Linked DNA regions of Oncorhynchus mykiss: region 1 is linked to region 2. Evidence: chromatin contacts called from public Hi-C data. All regions are on one chromosome and are shown on one strand. The core of a region is the stretch at or near the end of the contact, and the rest is flanking DNA. Distances in the headings are between cores, read along the strand shown. Region 1 holds the start of LOC110494181 (aminopeptidase B). Region 2 holds the start of LOC110494161 (dnaJ homolog subfamily C member 14).

Region 1 (4,302 bases), core at 1,271-3,770, 390 kb after region 2:
TTGGAGAGGTTGACATCGAAATAAGCGAGGACACACTGAAGGATCTACAGACCCTACTGAGTATTCAGTACAACCTTTTTACTGTGGCACCCAGAATAGTTTTTGCCAGAACAGGGTAGAATGCTTCAGGAAACAGTGCTTAGCCAGTGGAAAAGTAAGTCAGCTAGCAAGATATTGTTTTCATTTTATAACAAGTGATAAGCAGAAATAAGGGAGTACTTTCTCAGTAGTAGATGTGTTTCCCTTTAAAACAATCCCATTGAACACAGCTAATAGCTAGCTAACGTTAGCCAAACCAAGCTAACTAGCTACTGTTAGTGCAACCCTAAGTAACAGTACATATGAAGACAAAAAATGATCAGGTCTTCTGTACATCTTACTGTAGAAATGATTGTTGAAAACAAGTCTAGGTTGGAGCTGTTGCTGTTAAACTGATTTGAAGCAAGATGCTTTTTGAGGCAAACACACACACAGTTCTGGGTTGCTTATCTACAGCAGGAAGCGGTCTCCTGCCTGACTGAGAAAGCATTAGATGCTCTGATCCAGTTTGGCACCACATACCTATGCGAGTCAGGGTTCTCAACTCTGGCATACTTTTTTTTTAAAGTACAGAAACAGACTCAAAGTTGAGCATGACCTCAGGGTTGCACTGTAATAAATTGAGCACAGAAAATACATGCTTGTTGAAAACTTCAACCAGCCACACACCTCTGATTAGGACTGTATGTGTGTGTGTGTGTGTGTGTTCTGTTATACAGCTGTGTGATGTGATCAATTAGTTTATTCCAGTTCAGAATTTAAATTATTGTATTTTAACAGCAACAGTTCCAACCTAGACAGATATTTAAGTGTTTTTAATCAAACAGCATGAATTGCTATTTATATGGGTATTTCATTTAATTGTAATTTGTTTTTGTCTATATTGCATTTGTTTTAAGCATAAGGGCAATGAAATGTACAAATATTTACGTCTAGTTGCATGTTTTCATAAGCTTTGGTCCCAGGAAAACATAGGATTTCTCATTTGGGTCCTTAAGGACCACTGGCATAAGCCAGTATGTATTACATATACAGTGCTTCGAATTGTGGCCACCTATGGAATGGGTGGAGTAAAAAGCCAGCAACACTGTGTATTATTCAAAGCCCCATGAAATGACACCATACATGTACATGTTATATATCCGACGTAAGTATTTCCTACAATACTTTTATTGCGGCACCCAGATACGGACCCTACTAAATATTCCCTAATGTAAAAACTGCCAGCTCATCTCCTTTTAAAGACCCCAAATGTTTTTATTTTTTTTAAATAAGGTCTTGGCAATCATAATTTTACTAGCCAATCAGCAGCCTTTTCCCCCGGGACTTACTGTAATACCGGACAAGGCAGGGCCTCAGGCAGTCTGTAGTTTTCGTTCTGCTGACCAACCGGTGTTTGTCTCCTGCTTATTCTCAGTGGTGTAAAGTACTTAAGTAAAAATACGTTAAAGTACTAAGTTTTATTGTGGTATCAGTACTTTACTATGTATACTTTACTATTTATACTAGTTTTACTTTTACTTCACTACATTTCCAAAGAAACATTATACTCCATACATTTTCCCTTACATCCAAAGGTACTCCTTACATTTTGACAGGAAAAGGGTCCAATTCACGCACTTATCAAGAGAACATGCCTGGTCATCCCTACTGCCTCTGATCTGGTGTACTCACTAAACACAAATGCTTTGTTTGTAAATTATGTCTGAGTGTTGGAGTGTGCCCCTGGCTATCCATCAATAAAACTACAAATAAAATAGTGGCGTCTCGTTTGCTTAATATAAGGAATTTGAAATCATTTATACTTTTACTTTTGATACTTAAGTATATTCAAAACCAAATACTTTTAGACTTTTACTCAAGTAGTATTTTACTCTGTGACTTATACTTTTGTCATTTTTTTAATGTATCTTTACTTTTACTCAAGTATGACAGAGTACTTTTCCACCACTGCTTATTCTACCTCCTTAGAAAAATGTTATTTTCTTTCAGATTTTTTATTGTGCATGCAGTTAAATAAGCGCAATTAGTATCACAGAGAGTGTGTTGTGTGTGTGGATCTTCATTAAACCCTTGAACTGGAACTACTGCTTCCTTGTGTTCTGAACGGACACCCTCTGGTGGTTGCTACCGGCCTAAAATCCAGCACCTACATTTTCCATCCCTTTTTATTGGATTCTTAGAATTCATTAACAACCCATGTTTTTCACCTACAATACTTCTACTGCGGAACCCAGAATAGTGTTTGCTCTATAAACCAAAATGTATTCCATATACAGTGATTCGCATTGGTGGCATTTATTGGACCATGGAACATGTTTTAAAAGCCAAATGTTACTTAAAAATAAACAAATATGAATCATTGTAATTTATTTTTCATATATCATGAATAAAACAGGTTATTGACACTTTTCTACTATTATGCGGGGACTTTTATTTTGAAGATTTCCGTGACCCAGAAGTACTTTTTTGTGTGTTGATGCTGGAGAGGTGCAGCTGTTGGATGCCAATCGCCGATATACACCCCACCGAGGAAAAAGAAGAAGCGGTGCAGCCAATCGTTGGAGGAAGACTCACGTTTACCCAGTTATTCTTGCTGTAGGCTACTAAAATATGGATAAATCTCTCAAACTGCACTCCGATCTAGCAGAGGACGTGGCTACGTCTTCGAGCTTTCGTCAATTCAAGATAAAACACTTCCACTTGGATCTAAGCGTGGACTTTGAGAAGAGAACTTTGAGAGGAACTGAAACGCTACAGCTGAAATGCATCCAAGATTCTCAAAGCGAGCTACTGTTGGACATTCATCCCTCCCTCTCAATGCAAGAGGTGTCCTACTGCCGAAGTGAAGATGATTCGGATTCAGTGAAAGTAGAATTCATGACGCGCAATTTCACCAGTTATGGCACCACACTGGTTGTAAAATTCCCAGCACCATGTAAAATTGAGGAACAGTTTCGAGTGGTGGTCAAGTTTCTTGCATCCGATGGACCAGGGGTAAGTGAATGTCATTCAGCCGTCGTAACTAGAGTTAGTTTACCTAGCAACAACAACACTAGCTTGTTACTTCCAGATGATTGGTTACTAAGAATGTATTTCTATTTGAACCTATACAGAAGAAAAATATAAACACAACATGTAAAATGTTGGTCCCATTTTTAATGAGCTGAAATACACTTTATTTTTTTTACATACGCAAAAAAAGCTTATTTCTCTCATTTTGTGCACAAATTTGTTTACATCTCTGTTAGTGTACATTTATTTATCCTTTGCCAAGATTATCTATCCACCTGACAGGTGTGGCATATCAAGAAGCTGATTAAACAGCATGATCATTACACAGGGCTGGGGACAATAAAAGGCCACTCTAACATGTGCAGATTTGTCACAACACAATGCCACAGATGTGTAAAGTTTTGAGGGAGTGTACAATTGGCATGCTGACTGCAGGAATGTCTACCAGGTTTCTTCACCTGCAGGATCATCTAAAACCAGTCACCCAGACAGCTGATGAAACAGGAATATTTCTGTCTGTAAATAAGCCCTTTTGTGGGGAAGAATAATTTCTTATTGGCTGGGCCTGGCTCCCCAGTGGGTGGGCCTGGCTCTCAATTGGGTGGGCCTATGCCCTCCCAGGCCTATGGCTGCTCCTGCCCAGTCATGTGAAATCCAAAGATTAGGGCCTAATGAATTTAAATAAATTGACTGATTTCCTTATGTGACCGACCGCCTCGATTCGGTCTTATGTAGAAAAATGTGAATTCAATTATTATTATTATTATTTTTTTAAATGTTGGATAAAAGTAGAGACTGGTATATCATACACTGCAGTTGAAGAACAATGGGAAAGTAATTCTGCTTTAAAAGTTCATAAACTTGTAACCCCACTTTTGAGAAAATGGTCCTGGAATGTTTTGGCACACCTACTGGAAAGCTCTTTGTCTACATCCATTCAGCATCAATCACACCTTCTTAGCCTCACACGTCTCTTTAAGGATTCACATGTGAGGCCATGTGTTAAACCGAGTGAGTAGTTTAGTAAACAACCAAAGATTAAGACTAAAAGTGGTACAAGTAGTGGCCTACAATAAGGAACAATACACTATCTAGTCCTTGGCCTGTATCCTAATCTGATTTTGGTGCAGGTCCTGTTGTTCTTCACATTACCATCTTTGGTAACACACACTATATCAAATATGATCTAACTTTATAAGTCACATCCACAGAATACAGAAGGTGTAAACTGTACAGTAAAATGGTTAC
Region 2 (4,430 bases), core at 1,347-3,846:
GTGTTCTGACAGGCAAAGCTGAAATTATTTGACCATAATGGCTACACACTTGCCAGTTGATCAGTTCCACTCATTTTTATCATTCACCTGTACTCATAAAATGTAATGCCCATCTCATTTAGACTCACCTGGACAGCCAACTGTCTGTAGGCCCTTTTTAGCTCAGCTTCAGTTGCGTGGGCCTCCACCCCCAACACTATAAAAGGGTCCAGCTCCTCTTCAGGGACCTGAGCCAGCGCTAGCAGTCTCTCCAGCTCCTGCCCAGGCTGGTACCTAACAGCTCCACCGGGGGAATCTGGGGTGAAAGGGGGCACCTGGGTGGTTGTGCCTCTCCTCCTCCTGAACCAGCCGCTGATCCTTTGCACTAGCGAGGCCACCCTGCTCCAGACCTTGGAGTCCTGCACGGCTGTCCACCACCGCTGGCCCCTCTCCCCGCCCAGCCGGACGAGCGTGAACCGAACCCACTGGGAACCCAGCAGCACCACAGCACAGAGGAGTCCGAAGCAGGTCAGGGAGACCTGCCAGACCCACTCCACCGAACGGATGCTCTTATCCACCAGGACCGTTCCAGCGCAACTCACCCTCTCCAGCACACGCCGGGCGTCCGCCTTCATTCCCGGCACGTCTGTGACCTTGTTGAGCAGCTGTGAGCCGAGGTCATACAGGGCTACCCCTGCGGCTTCCACAGCCACCCCGCAGCGGTGGGTCACAGAGACAATGAGCTCCACTACCATGTGAATACAGGAGATGCACCAGGGGCTGAGCGACTCTGACAGCAGCTCCCTGAAGGCCAAGGTAAGCTGGGTGCCTGTCTGACGCCGGCCCCGGCCCTGGTGGTGGTGGTGGCGCCTCCGGGCCTGCTTGTGCCTCCCACCACCCGATGACAGGGACCCTTTCGGGAGGTAGGATGATGATGTAGCCTGGGTATTCTGCTCGGAGGCTGCCACCACTCCTCCTCCGCTGTTCCGGAAACGGCTTTTCCTCCCTCCGGCCCCTGAGCTCTTCCATCCAGACTCCCCGTTCATGCCAGGCTCCCTCCCGACTTCGTTTCGGCCTCCTCCATTCTCGTCTTCATCTCCACCCTCAGTCTCCTCATTTGCTTCTCTGACCACATGCTCCGCCCCTTCCTGTTTCAGAGAGACTTCATCCTCTTTGGCCTCTGAAATCCCACAATACTCTGCTTCTTCTGAGTCCTGGTTGATTGGAGTCGGGATATCCTGAGGGGTAGCTTTGAGATCCTCTTTGGGAACTGGTTGATGAGTTTCCTCATCTCCTCTGACTTCCCACTGGTCAGGCATGGAGGTGGAAGACGAGAGGGTAGGAACACCTGAGGGCAGCTCTTCAGGGCTCTCCTCAGCTGCCTCTACAGTCCATGTCTCTTCCTCCATCTCGCTCTCAGCCACCCCTTTCTCCATCATCAGCCCTGTCTCTTGATTAAAGTGCCAAAAAAAAAGTCTCCACTCTCACGGCAGGTAGGGACCTTGACCCATTCTCACTGACCGCACCTTCTCTGACACTACACTTCAGCAGGGCTGAAGAGTCAGATAAGGACGGCTGAATAATACTGGAATGGCAGGCGCCATTGTCCACGGTAGCCTGTCCAATGCAGAAACTTTGAAGGCATTGGATCAAGGGTCAATCATTACAATCCTTGGGCACGACTGGCCTCATCTTGTATCTGGTTATTGCCTGTGAAAAGAAAGCAAGTTTAAACATTAGCCTTAACACTTTCACTTTATTTGCACTAGAACAAAGGGTATAATCTAAAGGCAAAGCTCACAAAGAAATGACATTAAATAGGATATGGAGTATCTGCATGTATCATTGTTATTATCAATTGTGTTTTCTACTGTAGTGTGCCTTGATCAATATTCTCCATAGCACGCTTCATGACCGCAGCACTCAACGAGCTGCTTCACATCGCCGACATTTTGAAAATATAAACCAAACTCTAAAGCTCTCTGGTTGTCAGTAGTTGCACTAGCTAGAAATATAATTAATTTCTAAACCCATAACTGACTGGGATGGAATATATCAGAGAATACTGTGGGCACTCTTCGGTTCTAGCAAATTAGCTATGTCGCCAACAAAATTACCAACTGTCTCAAGACTAACAGCTAGCTAACATTATTAGTTGCTCGTGTTTAGCTAACTAGCAACTGTAGCTAATGCAATTTAAATAATCTTAACGGCGGATTATTAATAATATTATTTGAGCTATTTTAATGCTTACACTGACAGAAATAACATTGGGAAAGATGACAGCCAGTGCAACTCACTTTTCTCTTCCGTAAAGGAAGGGAAGATGATAAAATGTAGTCTTCCTTTCGAAGTGGCTAACCCGAGCCCTGTAGCTGCTCCTCAAATTGACCAAATATGGCAAACAGAAATTCTAGTCGTAGAAAGAAAATGTAGTTATTGAATTGTGTATGAAACTATTATTATCCTGTATTAGGAGAGTGTTTTCGTTCTGCTTATGCAGATATTATATATTTTTGTTCTTGGCTATCGCTGTCCTTGCTGTTTGTCTTACTATATTTCACTTCCGAGGGCAGCAGACACCTCACATAAACCACTACTGAGACGCGAGAAAGAATAAGCAAGACCTAGCAAGAATAAGACCGTGTCGTGACCTCGGCCATTTCCCTTCAAAATAAAAGTCAGCCAATGACGATGGTAAAAAATAATACACTAGTCGCAAATCGTAACATTTTATTTGGAATTTAGTTTAACAATCGAACAAAACAATAAAAATGAAAATAGTTCCTTAAAGCAAATAATGTTACATTGACAATATTGTTAAAGATAGACTCAGCTAAATCATTTTGACATGAGAAGCCCCACAGATATTGGGTTTGTTTGACATTTGTTTTGTATCTTTATTTAACTAGGCAAGTCAGTTAAGAAATTATTATTATTATTTATTATTTACAATGGCGGCCTACACTGACCAAACCCTGTACGTTGTGTCCCATTCTACTCAGGAGCAACTCCACAGAGTTTACACCCCCAGCATCGTCACTGATAATTTCATATTGGACATACACATTGCACCTTACACAAATTTCTGTACATTGTATTACAGTAAAATAAACATAGCTGATCCCTATAATATGCATTGACTCCTAATGAGCATATATTTTAAGAAGTGCAAAAATATCATAAGGATGAGAGAAATGAGAGTGATGTCACGCACCCAAGAAGGCTCAACCAATCACTTGACAGATTTGATTAATATTCATGAGTTGCGTCGGGAGGATAGGTTGAGACTTCTTGATATGTGACGTCACACAGATGCCCGTTTGCTTGCTAGCCTGCATGAGCAGTAAATATGATTTGGTAAACCTAGCTTCAGTTTAATTAATTGGGAATAAATGAAAGCTTCACCAGCTAGCTATCAATAAATTTCAGTTTCACTGTCCGATCATTCATTAAACAAGTCCACAAATTGTTATTTGTACCTTTCCGCAAACTGTCTGCTGCTTGATATGAGTAAATTAACCTAAATGTATCAAATAATAGGTAATCGACAATTAGTTGGCTAGTAGTGGCTACTGCCTAGCTAGCTACAGTTCAGTAATATTTCTATCCTCCTAAATATGGTGGCTACTATGAGTGACTATGAGTTGAACATACAGTGCTTTGCGAAAGTATTCGGCCCCCTTGAACTTTGCGACCTTTTGCCACATTTCAGGCTTCAAACATAAAGATATAAAACTGTATTTTTTTGTGAAGAATCAACAACAAGTGGGACACAATCATGAAGTGGAACGACATTTATTGGATATTTCAAACTTTTTTAACAAATCAAAAACTGAAAAATTGGGCGTGCAAAATTATTCAGCCCCTTTACTTTCAGTGCAGCAAACTCTCTCCAGAAGTTCAGTGAGGATCTCTGAATGATCCAATGTTGACCTAAATGACTAATGATGATAAATACAATCCACCTGTGTGTAATCAAGTCTCCGTATAAATGCACCTGCACTGTGATAGTCTCAGAGGTCCGTTAAAAGCGCAGAGAGCATCATGAAGAACAAGGAACACACCAGGCAGGTCCGAGATACTGTTGTGAAAAAGTTTAAAGCCGGATTTGGATACAAAAAGATTTCCCAAGCTTTAAACATCCCAAGGAGCACTGTGCAAGCGATAATATTGAAATGGAAGGAGTATCAGACCACTGCAAATCTACCAAGACCTGGCCGTCCCTCTAAACTTTCAGCTCATACAAGGAGAAGACTGATCAGAGATGCAACCAAGAGGCCCATGATCACTCTGGATGAACTGCAGAGATCTACAGCTGAGGTGGGAGACTCTGTCCATAGGACAACAATCAGTCGTATATTGCACAAATCTGGCCTTTATGGAAGAGTGGCAAGAAGAAAGCCATTTCTTAAAGATATCCATAAAAAGTGTCGTTTAAAGTTTGCCAC

Evidence for each region. Hi-C and Micro-C count contacts between places; a contact is called where the count stands out from the background.
Region 1: a contact with region 2 is called in a Hi-C map of liver, with 10 times the contacts expected there. A contact is called at or near these places in 2 of 3 Hi-C or Micro-C datasets (blood and liver).

Annotation. Positions count from the first base shown.
Region 1 is chr17:57,027,627-57,031,928 of USDA_OmykA_1.1, forward strand. It overlaps LOC110494181 (aminopeptidase B), which reads left to right and starts at 2,521. Exons shown (of 11, transcript XM_021569002.2): 1 at 2,521-3,036. The coding sequence starts at 2,653.
Region 2 is chr17:56,637,992-56,642,421 of USDA_OmykA_1.1, forward strand. LOC110494161 (dnaJ homolog subfamily C member 14) reads right to left here and starts at 2,597. Exons shown (of 8, transcript XM_021568956.2): 1 at 2,534-2,597; 2 at 129-1,689. The coding sequence starts at 1,418.